Linked DNA regions of Zea mays: region 2 is linked to region 1. Evidence: chromatin contacts called from public Hi-C data. All regions are on one chromosome and are shown on one strand. Each heading gives the region's core, a stretch centred on a gene start, on an enhancer-like site or on the middle of the called end of the contact. The rest is flanking DNA. Distances are from core to core; before and after follow the strand shown. Region 1 has its middle 7.3 kb from the start of TRNAG-UCC. Region 2 holds the start of LOC100277718.

Region 1 (6,149 bases), core at 1,678-4,177:
AAGGCCTTGGCTAGCTTCAGCAGAGGCAGGGGTGACACAGGGACCTACTCCGGTGAACTAGACCGGGCTAAATCGGCTGGCCACCGCACGAGCACGGCAGATCGCCGCGGCCGAGCACTAGCGAAGGCGAAATTGACCGAACAAAGGGCGCAATAGGGGAAATTGGGCACGGGGACAGGTGTCTCACCTCGAGGCGGAGCTCGGGGAGGCTTGGAGCGGTCTCCGGTGAGCTGGATGGCCGAGAACGCAGGCGCGAGGCATTGGTGGGGCTCTAAGAAGGGAGCTGGATGGCGAGGGTGAAGCCGTGCGAAATGAGGCGAGGGGTGTGCGCGAGGCACTAGTGGAGCTCTAAGAAGGGAGCTGGGCGCGTGGGCGGGCGTCGTGGCCGAGAAATCCGGCGACGTGCGCGAGTGCGCACGCGCAGGTCGATGGCGAGCGCGGAGGGGGCGGAACTGACAGGTAGGATCCACGACGCAGAGAGAGGAGAAAGGGGCGTGCGGGGCAACGGCTCGGCGACTGGCGAACCGGGCCCGCGAGATAGAGAGAGGGAGCACGCGGGGAAGAAAACTGGCGCCGACAGGCTGGCCCCACTAAGAAGCGAGCGAGGGAGGGAGGGCGCGCGCGAGGGAGAACTACCGCTGACAGGCGGGGGCGCGCGGTCTGGCTGAGCTTAGTGGGCCAACTTGGCTGCTTTCTCTTTTTCTTTTTCTCTGGATTTTCTAATTCCTTTTCTATTTCTTTTTCTATAGGGTTTTTCAAATCCAAATTCAAACTAGGTTTCAAATTCAAATAAATTCAAAATTGTGCAACACTTCAAAGAATATTTTAAGCTCCGCATGATGCAACATTTCATGACTCATAATGTTTTGACAAAAATAAATAATTAATCTACACTAGTTTAAGCTATTTCTAATAAAAAGGAAAAAGGTAGAAAGAATCTAGAGAGAGAAAGCCTAGAGTGAGAAAAGGAAGAGTAACACATGATTTTGGGTGATAATTAGAAAGAAATTTTACACCCCAAAATCAGGGTGTTACACTATCTCTTCATTTACCTCTAGATTTACACCTCCGTATCTTCCTAAGCTATCAGCGTACATAGATAGTGACATTGTCATATGCTATGCGGACGATTTCAACATCATGAATTAGTGGCATGAGCATAAACTAATATATCCAATTCTATTTATGTTGGCTAAAGATATTATGTCAGTTCTGGTTTAAACTATTTACTTAGAATCTTTCTTTAGTCTCACTAAAAGAGTTATTGAGAAGCGACCTACATGAGGCGGGAAGCGCGACCTACATGAGATGGAAGGTGCCCATGAGGTTGATGTTCACCATCAACTTGATCTCATCCTTGTCCTGCCTCTCGAGCTCATGTAGCATGAACACACCATGGTTGGAGACCAGAACATTGACAAGGTTGGCCACACACGCCATGACGTTTGTGTCGTGCACGTCGGTGGCATGGACGCCGACGTTGTCCCTACCCAAGTTGCGCTGGATGGCGGAGCGCAACTCCTTGAGACGAGTGTGGTTGTGGGCCAGGATGGAAATCCGCGCGCCCCTCCCGCGTCGCGATCGTGGCCATGGCAAGCCTGAAGCTGCTAGACCCGCCTATGACGAAGACGGGGTGGCCTTTGAGCGGGATCAGCGTGGCCTAGGGTCACGTGAGAAATGCGAGCACAATGAGTAGATTGTCGGTAGGGGTGGAAACAAGTCGAGCCAAGCTCGACTCGTTGTGGCTCGGTCAAGTACGAGCTCGGCTCGCTTCTCTAGTGAGCCAAAAAAGTAGACTTGGTTTGGCTCGCTAATTGCTCGCCGAGCCAACAAGCCTAGCCATAGACATGAACTCGCCCTCTAAATTATAATATAAAATCTTTAAAATAATTTAAGTAACATATTTTAAATTAGTAAAATAGATATATTATTAATATAATGTAGAAATATATTAATTTTGTACAATAATCTTAAATAATATAATTTAATCGTTTATTTGGTACTAAGACTATATGCTAATTAGGATTTTTAATAAATTGTTGTTAGGTCGAGCCACAAGCCAACTCGTGAGCGGTAGCGAGCAAAAGTTGGCTCGCTCTTTTCTCGAGCCACAAAAATAGGCACGAGGCGAGCTGCTTCGAGCCGAGCCAAGATGTTGCGAGCCAACAAGCTCGAACGTTTTTTCTAGGCCTAGTTATTAGTGATGGACATCACTAGTAGGAGGAGCAAGGAATGAGGGATGATCTAAGTAATATTGACCATTGAATTTGAGTAAGAGAGAAGGTTATCCAGCGGTGTTAAGTTTGAGTGCAATTTGTTTGGTGGATTTAGTAGAGGTTATGGTTTGGGGGTAATTTAAACTAATGGATTATATAGTGGTATGGATTTAGATGATGAGTTCATACTTATGACCAGATCAGTTGTGTCGCACGAGCTGACTTTGAATCGAGTTAACTTCCTAACCCCCTTTGACAGGACTCCAACTCCTCTGAAAACGGCTCCGACTCTACCTCTTTTGGCTCCTTGGCTTCTCTAGAGGAGTCATACCCATTTCACAATTCGTTTGGCAAAACAAATTCTCCTGTATATTTTTTGAATGGTGTATATGGAAAATGTAAGAGGAGCAAGTAGAAGCCATGTTTTTGGTGTTCTGGCTTCTAACAAAAAAAAACAGCTCTAGCTTTTAAAGGGCTCTCGACGAGAAGCCATTTTTTAATTGTTTGGTAGTGCTTCACGATAAACCATAGTTGGTACCATCTAAAGAGCCATGACAAAATGCCCTTAGGCTCACAAGAGGAGCCCAGCCGGCTGGGCTCGTTTTTACTCCTACGTGGGGCGAAGATGCCAAATCCCCATCACTTGAGGCTTGGAGTGGGCTCAAAGACTACCAGATCTCCATGACTAGTAGCAATAGTGGGTTCAAATTCAAGTTCGATGGTAGGCTCAGGTGTGGGCTCGGAATCTCACAATGAGCCGTGGCGGTGGGCTGGGATACGAGCTCGGTGGTAGGCTAAGATCGAGCGCCGAACTAGCGTTTTGTTGTTTTTTTGTTCTTATTAATAGACCAGTAGAGTGTCCGTATGTTGTGACGACATATAGTCATGTTTGACGAATAACCCTAACAGTCCATTATCATGTCATGGTTCCTATACACAATATTCACATGGAACTAAATAGAATTACAAGCATGAATATAGAAAGTAACATAGGAGCAATTCAGATATCCTTAGTTACTATAACACATTTTTCTGCAAGCTAGTCGGGCTAAATTTATTTTGTTTGTATTGTAACTTAGCAACAAATATATAATTTAGTACATGGACACAATTAGGAACTTACCCTATATAGTCTGAGTATCTAATACAAATATGTCAAGTACAGGAGCAGTTGCAACAAAGCCAGAGCAGCATAAGGTACTTAAGCTGTAACAAGATAGGTCTTGAAAACATTTCAAAGCACTAAAATTCTTAAGCAGAGGTGCCAGCGGAAGCCTTGGCAGAGGTAGAAAACTTGGATCTCCTTTTGGCCAAGCTCTCGTTATGGCTGTCTCCCTTCCCCTTCAGCCTCTAGACAAGAAGCTTTTGGTACTCGACAGCCTCAGACTTCTTGGCGATATTCTTCTTGTCAATGATTCTAGCGCGCTTCCTCTGAAGGGTCAAGGGTCACAAGCCACTGGATCTTAGGTGCCTTGCTCACCTTCTTGCCTTCAAATCAAACAGGTTAGCTTGGAAAACTTTAGAAATCAACAGCTCATTGTCATGAATCCTATCCAAGACATAACAAGCTCAGAGCACTAATAGAGGAATAAATAACCAAGACATTTATCCAACACATAACTGATTCTAAGATACATGAGGATCTCCATATTAAGTGCGCATAACAGCTAAACAATCTATTTTGTTACATGGGTCTAATGGTTTAAATATTGTATGTCTTCATATTCCGTCTCTATCTATAAAATGCAAACAAGAAAAAAGTGTGAACCACATACTGCTCATGTATTTTTCAGTTATAAGATATGTAGATCAAACTTTTTTACAAGAAACTGCATATTGCAGATAATATGAATTTAGGGCTGACTCCCATAATCTTCATATAATATAATTTATGGCCAACAAACCTCTATCTGACATGAACAACCTTGTAACATATTACGTGAAAATATCTCTAAGAAACATCAGAGATATAAATTGTCAAGTAAATATTGAATAAAAGCATTTGTTGAGATTAGTGGCATGCCGCTTGGATTCAAGGCTAAACACAGTCACACATTAATCCTTGAAGCAGAAAGGGTCGAAGGTCCAAGAATCATTACATAAGTTATTTACCTACCAGACTCATAATTTATATTCCAAAAGAGACCTATCAAGCTCGTAAATATTGTGTTCAAATAATAGCATGTAGGCAAAGATAACTGTAAATTATTGCCTCCTACAAATCTCAGTACCGTTGCAATAACACCAAATAGATTTTTCTTGTTCTTAGCAGGATCACCTATAAATGTGATACTAGCTAGCTCTATTGTGCATGTAAAAACCGGTAGGTGGCTAAGGTCAGATCGCTCTGTTGTATACAATGGCAATGGCGTCCAACTCTTTGAGCTACTTCATATAGAAGATTCCTATAAACCCATGTTTCGTCCTGTGTAAAAATAGCTATAAATCAAAGAATAGAAGCAGAGGATGGAACATTCTATGAAGATTAAAATAAGTGATAAGTATGTGTCACACCCGGTTTTAAGGGCAAAACCGAATGCATAGCATATGTGTGCCAGGATCTATTTCCACACATATGTTGACGTCACAAGTGTAATATATCAAAGGAACAATGCATAAAAGCGTAAATAAAGAGTATATTAACATATTATACTTCGAACTGTCATTATGTCTTAACCTTTATCCATCAAAGTACAGCGAAACATGGACATCCTTCCATAGGAAGATGACCAGGGGAATCACTAGACTAGCATCCATCGAGTTCATCAAAATCTTCATCTGCAAACTTCTGATCAAAATTAAGCAAGGGTGAGCTCACTTATGGTCAAGGCTCAGCAAGTGGGGTGAAAATGCAAGGTTAACAAGGTAAGACTAAAGTTTATTGTGGTTAGCATTTTAGTTGGTCAACATTTTATTATCAACACCTGGTTACTAGGTATAAGTATATACCAAACCCAATTAAGCATAATTCATAATCAGCATAAGCTCAAACCACTGAGCGAATACCATCAACATGAAGCTCAACCTCTTGAGCGAACCACTTAAGTATACTGCATAAACAAAATCGATCACGATTTATTTCCATCTTCAAGTTCAATTATCATGTGAGGGTCCAGACTGCTCTTAACCGTGAGCACGGCTGGTATATCAGTTTTATACTCTACAGTGGTGGTACAACTTTACCCACAAGCAGTGTATCCCCTCTAGCCTAGGTCGGCCAAACCCGTAAACACTTCTGAGGTGAATGGCTAGGGATCCACTATGAGGCTTTCACAGAATACACTTAATACAAAGCAACCTACTAAGGTTTCTAAGTTGGTGTGGAGGCCCTCTAGGTGAGGTACCTTAGCCAAGAATACGTCCCCATGTTAACGTGAGCTGCCACCACTGTCGCTCCCTCTCTTGCCCATATTTCAGGTAAGGTTGCTAGGCACTAAGCATATAAAGCTAATTACCAAAGCCAGAGCCATGATAGCACTCGTGGTTGCACTGTTTTCCTGGGTGGTCACTCCATGTTCCAATTATCACAATATGATCTTGCTTAATCATCAGATTAACAACAATTATAAAAACTTACCATTTGAAACATTAATATGATTAAAGTGTGACATCATAAAAATAAAGTTGTAGCAATAGCATAGCTATTTGATTAAATAGTAATCTCAGGTTAAACAAGGAATAAGGTTGGAAAGGTTATGAGTATCTAAATAAGTAACACATCAAATTATGCATATATCCAAAAGTAAACTTTATTAAATGTATTGTATGAGATCAGACAGAATATGCAGAGGGAGAAGACCACTTGCCTTGCTTATAGAAAACTTGAGATTATTCCACGAAATAGATCTTGATTCTCAACTACTAGATCAACCACTGAATATCACACAAACAAACAAGAAGAAACAAACACCACTCAATAACATAAAACATTCA
Region 2 (6,149 bases), core at 1,193-3,692, 190 kb after region 1:
TATCTTAACATGCACATTTCGGCCTATACTTCTATGGTTGTGACGTCTAGGTCTGTGAATTTGTTTTGGGTGTCATCACATGTCTAAATAGTTTGAGACCTCTTTAGATCTTTGATGACACAAACAACAAGTTTATAGACCTAGATGACATAAATATACAAATATATGGATGAAAATATGGACATTGATGTGTGCAGCACAACACATTTGTAACAATTTGCCATCTAGCATGAGAGAGGAAAGGGGTAACTTATCTTGCATGCAACACATCAAATTATCATTAGTGGTGCAGTTGTCAAGAGTCACTGTCGAGACTTTCTTCTCAATTTGCCAATCTTGTAAGACTTCGTAAAGAACATCACTTATAATTTCTCCTGTATGTGGAGCGGGCACATATATGAACCTACAACAGCAGTAATAAATGTAAGCACCAAAGAAACTAGAATTCAACCACAAAGATGAACTACATTCTACTTCTACAAGTAACAGTTACCTCAAAAGAAATGATTTCAGCTTCCATTCTTCATCAATGAAATGTACTGTAACCGACATATATCCTTTTTTTGATGATTTGCTGTCCACATATCAGTAGTTACAGCAATCCGAGATTGACACTTTTGGAAGAAATTGATCATAGAACTCCTCTGCACCTCATACATATCTAAAATGTCCTTTTTAATAGTGTTCCTAGACATTGTTTTGAAAAGAGGTTGTAGAGCTGCACAAAATCTCCTAAAACCAACATGGTCAACCATTGAAAGTGGATACTCGTGGACACATATCATTATTGCGAGTTCTTTCCTAGCAACTTGTTGATCAAAAACATACTTATCAACTATTATTGCTCCACGTTCATCCTTACTCAACTTCAAGGTTGCTTGTTTTAATCCTTTTCTAACTTGCCGTGATTGACAACTTCCAAGGTGACTACGCAAATGAGTTGTACCAGCTTTACTATCTCCAACTAATTGCTTTTTACACCAATTACATTGAGCTTTTAATTTACCACCAACAGTTACTTGTTCAAACTCTAGCCAAACATCAGATTTCAGCTTCCTCTTTGTCCCAACAATAACAGTATCATCATCTTCCACAATGACATTATCTATACCTGATTGTGGTGCTGCTGCTGCAGGTGGAGCATTAGTACTTGATGATGGTGTGCCACTAGCAGTAGTATCACCAGCACTTGATGGGTCTGCACTCAGCGTCGGCGTCAATGTAGGTGTACCAGCAGCATCGCCAGCCCGATTGATAGTTGATCGGTTTAAGGTCACTCTCCCCCTCCTCGTTGCAGCACCACGTGAAGACAACGGTGGACGATTAGCTTGCGTCCCGGAGCCAGATCCACTTGTAGGCGCCATGGATGAACTTTACTACTTTAGATTTGAGAACCACCTCCACCTATTTGAGATCAGTGAGACATCAACTGTAAAATATACCTCGGACTCGGAGTGCTAACTCACTAGCTCAGAGAGACAGAGACGCTACCTTGGACCGGAGAAGGAGAATGGATTGGAATTTGGATACGCAGACACGCAGGGGAGCCAGCCACTAGCCAGGGACGCCAGCCAGGGACGCTGCGTCGCTGGCTCGCTGCCACGCTGTTCGCTGCTTCGCTGGACGGCCGGGGCAACCAGTCTTGCTCGACGACGGCAGGGACCAGGGCAACCGGTCTTGCGATGGACGGCCGGGGCAACCAAAGTACCAGACGACGGGGCGGATCTAGCGTTGTCCGCCTGTCCCACGAGTACCAGACACCGGGGCGGAGTGGCTGGTGGCGGTGGCCAGTGGCCGGTGGGCGGTGGCGGCTTGACTGGCTGAGAGACAGAGAGAGCAGAGAGATGAGACGTGAGGTGAGAGACGCCGGACGCGTGGGCGGCTGGGGGCCTGGCCGGCGGCCGCCTGGGGCTGCGATGCGTCCTTACTCCTGCGTGGCTGCGTGTGTGTGACTAGGGTAGTAGGGTTTCTGGACATTGGGCCGCCGGTTTCTTGTGGGCCAAAAGTGAAAACTCAAATTATTTCGGATATCCGCCAAGACCCGCGGGCACAAGATAAAACCCGTACCCGACCCGATTTAATCACGGGTCGGGTATGGGTGAGACCCGCGGGTTAAATTTCTTACCCGAACCCGAATCCGACGGGTCGGATATCCGTGGATATCCGAACCCGCGGGTAAAATTGCCATCCCTAATTGAAAGCTTAGAAACTGGAATGGTACAATTTTATAAGTTTAGGGGTCTGAACATGCACTTTGACCACAGTTTAGGACTAATGATATGTTTAGAAACCGGTAGTGTAATTTGGACTCTGCTGGGAACAGCCTTAAGAGGCCAGCTGGGCCCTGTAACTTGTCGGCCCGTGAACTCGTCTGCGGTTGCTCTGCAGCGTTTGTGTTGGTGAAAAAACGTGGAGCGCAGTACTCGGCAGCAGACACTCTATGGCTTTATCGTCATCATCACCAGTGGTTGCCCCGTGCAGGTTCCTGTGCCCCCGCGCCACTACCGCCTCTCGCGACATCCTCTCCTTCGCGACCACAGCAACAAGGAGGCGGCTGCTCCTCTCCACCGCCACCACCACCATTGCCGCCGCCATGGCCGCTTCTTCCTCCTGCAAGGTCATCGACTCCCACCTGCACGTCTGGGCCACGCCACAGCAGGTGCGTAAGCAGGCAACGCGCGCGAGCCCAGTTTCCGCGTCCTGGGCTCCTGGCGGCCCGCGGGGGAGTTCAGTAATCCTTCTGGGGTTGTTTTTTTTTTTTTTACCGGTGACTCCAACCCTATCCGTGCAGGCCAAGGAGGAGTACCCGTACTTCCCAGGCCAGGAACCCACGCTGCGTGGCGACGCCGACTTCTTACTCGAGGTCAGTCAGAGAACTTCAGAAATGCCGCATTCATGTGCACTTGAGGTTGCCCTGGAGCCCATTCGTTTCAGAGTTTCTGACCATCGGCGGCCGAATGAGTTGTGCCCGTGCTCTTGATAGATGGATTGGTGGGCGCATTTTTCGTACGTCTGATGTGAAATCGCACACACTGCAGCGGTCAACCTACTCTACCCCAAACCTGAAATCCTTCCACTAACTACATGTTACGATTCAACCAGGTAGTAGTAGCAGAGTTCGTAGTAGCGGAGTACAGCAGGGAGGGAATTGGGAAGAACGGAGTAGGAGACGTGAGGAACAAGAAGAAGAGGAATATTCTGCTTACTACATCTCATGCCATCTCTCCTCCCCCCATTTCTAGCTTATATACTCCAGGTCTTCACGCCCGCCAATCCGACCCGTGGAAGCGGGGATGGATTTTCCTCTGGCGACGGCGAGTTCAGGATAAGTGTTACGCTTATATAAGCCGAAATAGCTTATATACTCCTTGCATAAGTGTTTTCCGTTAACTAAACCCTTGAGCATTAAGCTGCACAGACACAGTTCAGGACAGACCTTCTTAGCCTCAGTGTCCCACCTAAATTGTTTACAAACATAGGCACCGACTTAAACAACTCTACCCCAGCACCAGAGTAATTAAAATCCGAAAATGCTCTGAATTACACCAGGTCTCTTATCTCCACGGCAAGAATGGCCGACAGAGTCATGGCACGTTCTCCGTGAGGCTGGTCCCTTTTCACATCTAACCTACTCCTGTTTCAAGTCAAACGATAGGGAAATCAGAGGGTCGGAGACCAAGAAGAGACCAATCTATACTCCTGGACTTCTCTTGTTGCTAAATCCATTCTCCTGGACGTTGCAAAAAGAGAAAAAAAGAAAGAATATCACGTTCCTCCTTTCACGAGGGAAGGGAGTATTAGCGAGGTCCGTCCATGTCAGCGGCATACTGGGCCAGAATACATGCAGCAACCACGACCCCCTTCGTGGGCTTTCTTCCCCCGCAGAAAAGGCCCAACCCAGACTGACGAGCAGTTTCGCAGCGATCAGTTGGCCAAAAGTATATACGAAACAAACGAAGAGACGCCTGTCCAACCCGCCGACTCCGATGCAACGCGAACCTGTCCAACCCGCCGACCCTCGGACGCCTCACGCACAAGCCCACACCCACCACCGGCAAACGGCAAAACGCGCGCGCGCGGCACATCACATATGCAGAGCAGAATGCAGATGCACCACGTTGTAGCAGACCGCCGGCGGCATTACGTGGAAGCGGTCCCACGAGGCCTTCTCGTGGTGCTGCCCGCGACAGCGACAGCGGCAGCAGCGACCATGGCGAATGGCCACGGCCACGGCCGGCGCAGGGCGCTCGTGGCCACCCTTGGCGGCCCCCGGAGGCGTGGCAGCGCATGCGGTTGCGAGACTCGCTTCTGCGTTCCTCTGCTACTGGCTTTGCGCCATTGTGGGCGTGTTTGTATCACATGCCAATACTGCTCTGTGAGGCCAGAACAGAGCGAACGGTGTAAGACGACCTCATCATGTGAATAGTGGATCCGACATGTGTGGTGTACTGTGGCATTCTGCAATGTATGAGACTCGACTTGATTCACGAAAAAGTAATGTCATACGGCTGTGTTGATTCCTCACCGCCCCACCCCCACCATAAAACGGTCATAAGTCCAAATATCATCTCGGCTCAGCGCTCAGCTCCGCAGTCATCGGCTCCTGAACTGATCTGAAGAAGACATGTTCACTTCATGTTCTGACGACGCATTGATGCTGACATTCCCCCATGACAAGAAGCTGCTTGTCCCAAGCAGGAGCCTGCGGAAACGACTGTCAAAGGGCAATGAGATCTTCCCAAGTGGCTAAGGACGGAGGCGGGAGGCATACCTGACCACTGCACGAGGACCTGAGATACACCCTCTGGACCCCCACGGCACTGCAAGATGCGTTCAGGAATTTGCAGTCCATCCATATGATTAGGTAGCTGAGCAACAGAAACTAACGGCGGCACAACCTTCTTCAGCTGCGAAACATGGAAAACTGGATGTAGGCAGCTCTAATTTATAAGCCATGCATATTCCGCTTCATGGTCGGAATGGAGTGGGCGTGCAACTGCTTCCAGGGCGCAGGCTCATACCGCCGCTGCTGCTATTTTGTTGGATTCTGGTCAATTCAACAACCCAAGGACTTTGTAACACCTACAGTAACCCAATAACATATGCAGCTTGTATTGGTCTATAGAGTAGGGGGACTAATATGTGATTTTGGGAGAGAAGGCATAAAAGAAGCCCTACGCAGAAGAGGCATCGGGGAGAAATCAGAAAACAGACTCGTTCACGTTGTCTTCATCACCAAGGCACGTTCCAGGTGAGTTTCTCCATTTCCTCACGTCTCGGTCATCACCACCGGGGTGTGACAGATGGTATCGCAGCCGATTACATTGTGCAGCTCAATCTGCGAGGCAGGGCCGTATCTGAGGGGTCCCAAAAACAGAGGCCCCCCTAGCCATTGGACGCTAGCACTTTTTCCTGTTAAATCTATCTATCCTATACACAAATATGTAAAAAGCGATATGCTATCGACTAGTCTCGTTTAGATTGTTAAATTAATGTCTCAATTATTTATCGAATACTTCATCTGTTCTAAAATAGTATTTGTTTTATCTCTTAATTTTTATGTTTATATTCAACTAAATAATAATGAATCCAATAAAGAAGCAAAACGAATTCTATTTTGATATAAAGAGAGTAACATGGTGGTTGCATCGGTGGAGAAAGGTTTTTAAAATTGAAATATTTTTGTGAACTATTTAAGGTCAACAATAACTCAAGAGAAGTTAAATGTCTTGGCGATTCTATGTGACGAAAAGAAATTGTTGGATAAGATTGATCTCAATAATATAATCGATGACTTTGTATCACAAAATGTTAGAAGATATTTTTAATAATATCAGATAACAACTAAGTACTTTTGGCTATATTTTACATTTGTCATCTTATAAACTTTAAAACAACATAATAATTTTATACGTCAATTATTCAATTATATATATATATACAAATATATATATAGGGACGAGGTAATGGAAGCCCTGGGCTTCCATTAGTACCAGGAAGCCCCAGCCAGGTATAGCCACGTCTCGTACCAGCATGCGTCCCACCGGGCATGAGTTCTTACTTGGACATATTTTAGCGTAAAACGTGAACAAAAACAGCGTAAATGATTACGAATTTTAGCGTAAATCGTAGATCTGTTTTGAAACGGC

What was found. Hi-C and Micro-C count contacts between places; a contact is called where the count stands out from the background.
Region 2: a Hi-C map of ear shows a contact between it and region 1, with 5 times the contacts expected there. The contact joins the promoter of LOC100277718 here to the enhancer-like site in region 1. A contact is called at or near these places in 3 of 25 Hi-C or Micro-C datasets (ear, leaf and tassel).

What each region holds. Positions count from the first base shown.
Region 1 is chr10:112,380,179-112,386,327 of Zm-B73-REFERENCE-NAM-5.0, forward strand. No RefSeq gene overlaps it. Among protein-coding and RNA genes, the nearest start is that of TRNAG-UCC, 7.3 kb to the left of the region's middle. Within about 2 kb of position 2,928, at least 14 of the 20 cell types and tissues checked have an H3K27ac peak or open chromatin away from gene starts, as enhancers often do. A contact at or near this core is called in ear, leaf and tassel, where this site is marked.
Region 2 is chr10:112,574,145-112,580,293 of Zm-B73-REFERENCE-NAM-5.0, forward strand. LOC100277718 reads left to right here and starts at 2,443. Exons shown (of 10, transcript NM_001151214.2): 1 at 2,443-2,659; 2 at 2,792-2,863. The coding sequence starts at 2,594. LOC118473578 reads left to right here and starts at 3,660. Exons shown (of 1, transcript XM_035963461.1): 1 at 3,660-4,524. The coding sequence starts at 3,842. The coding sequence ends at 4,426.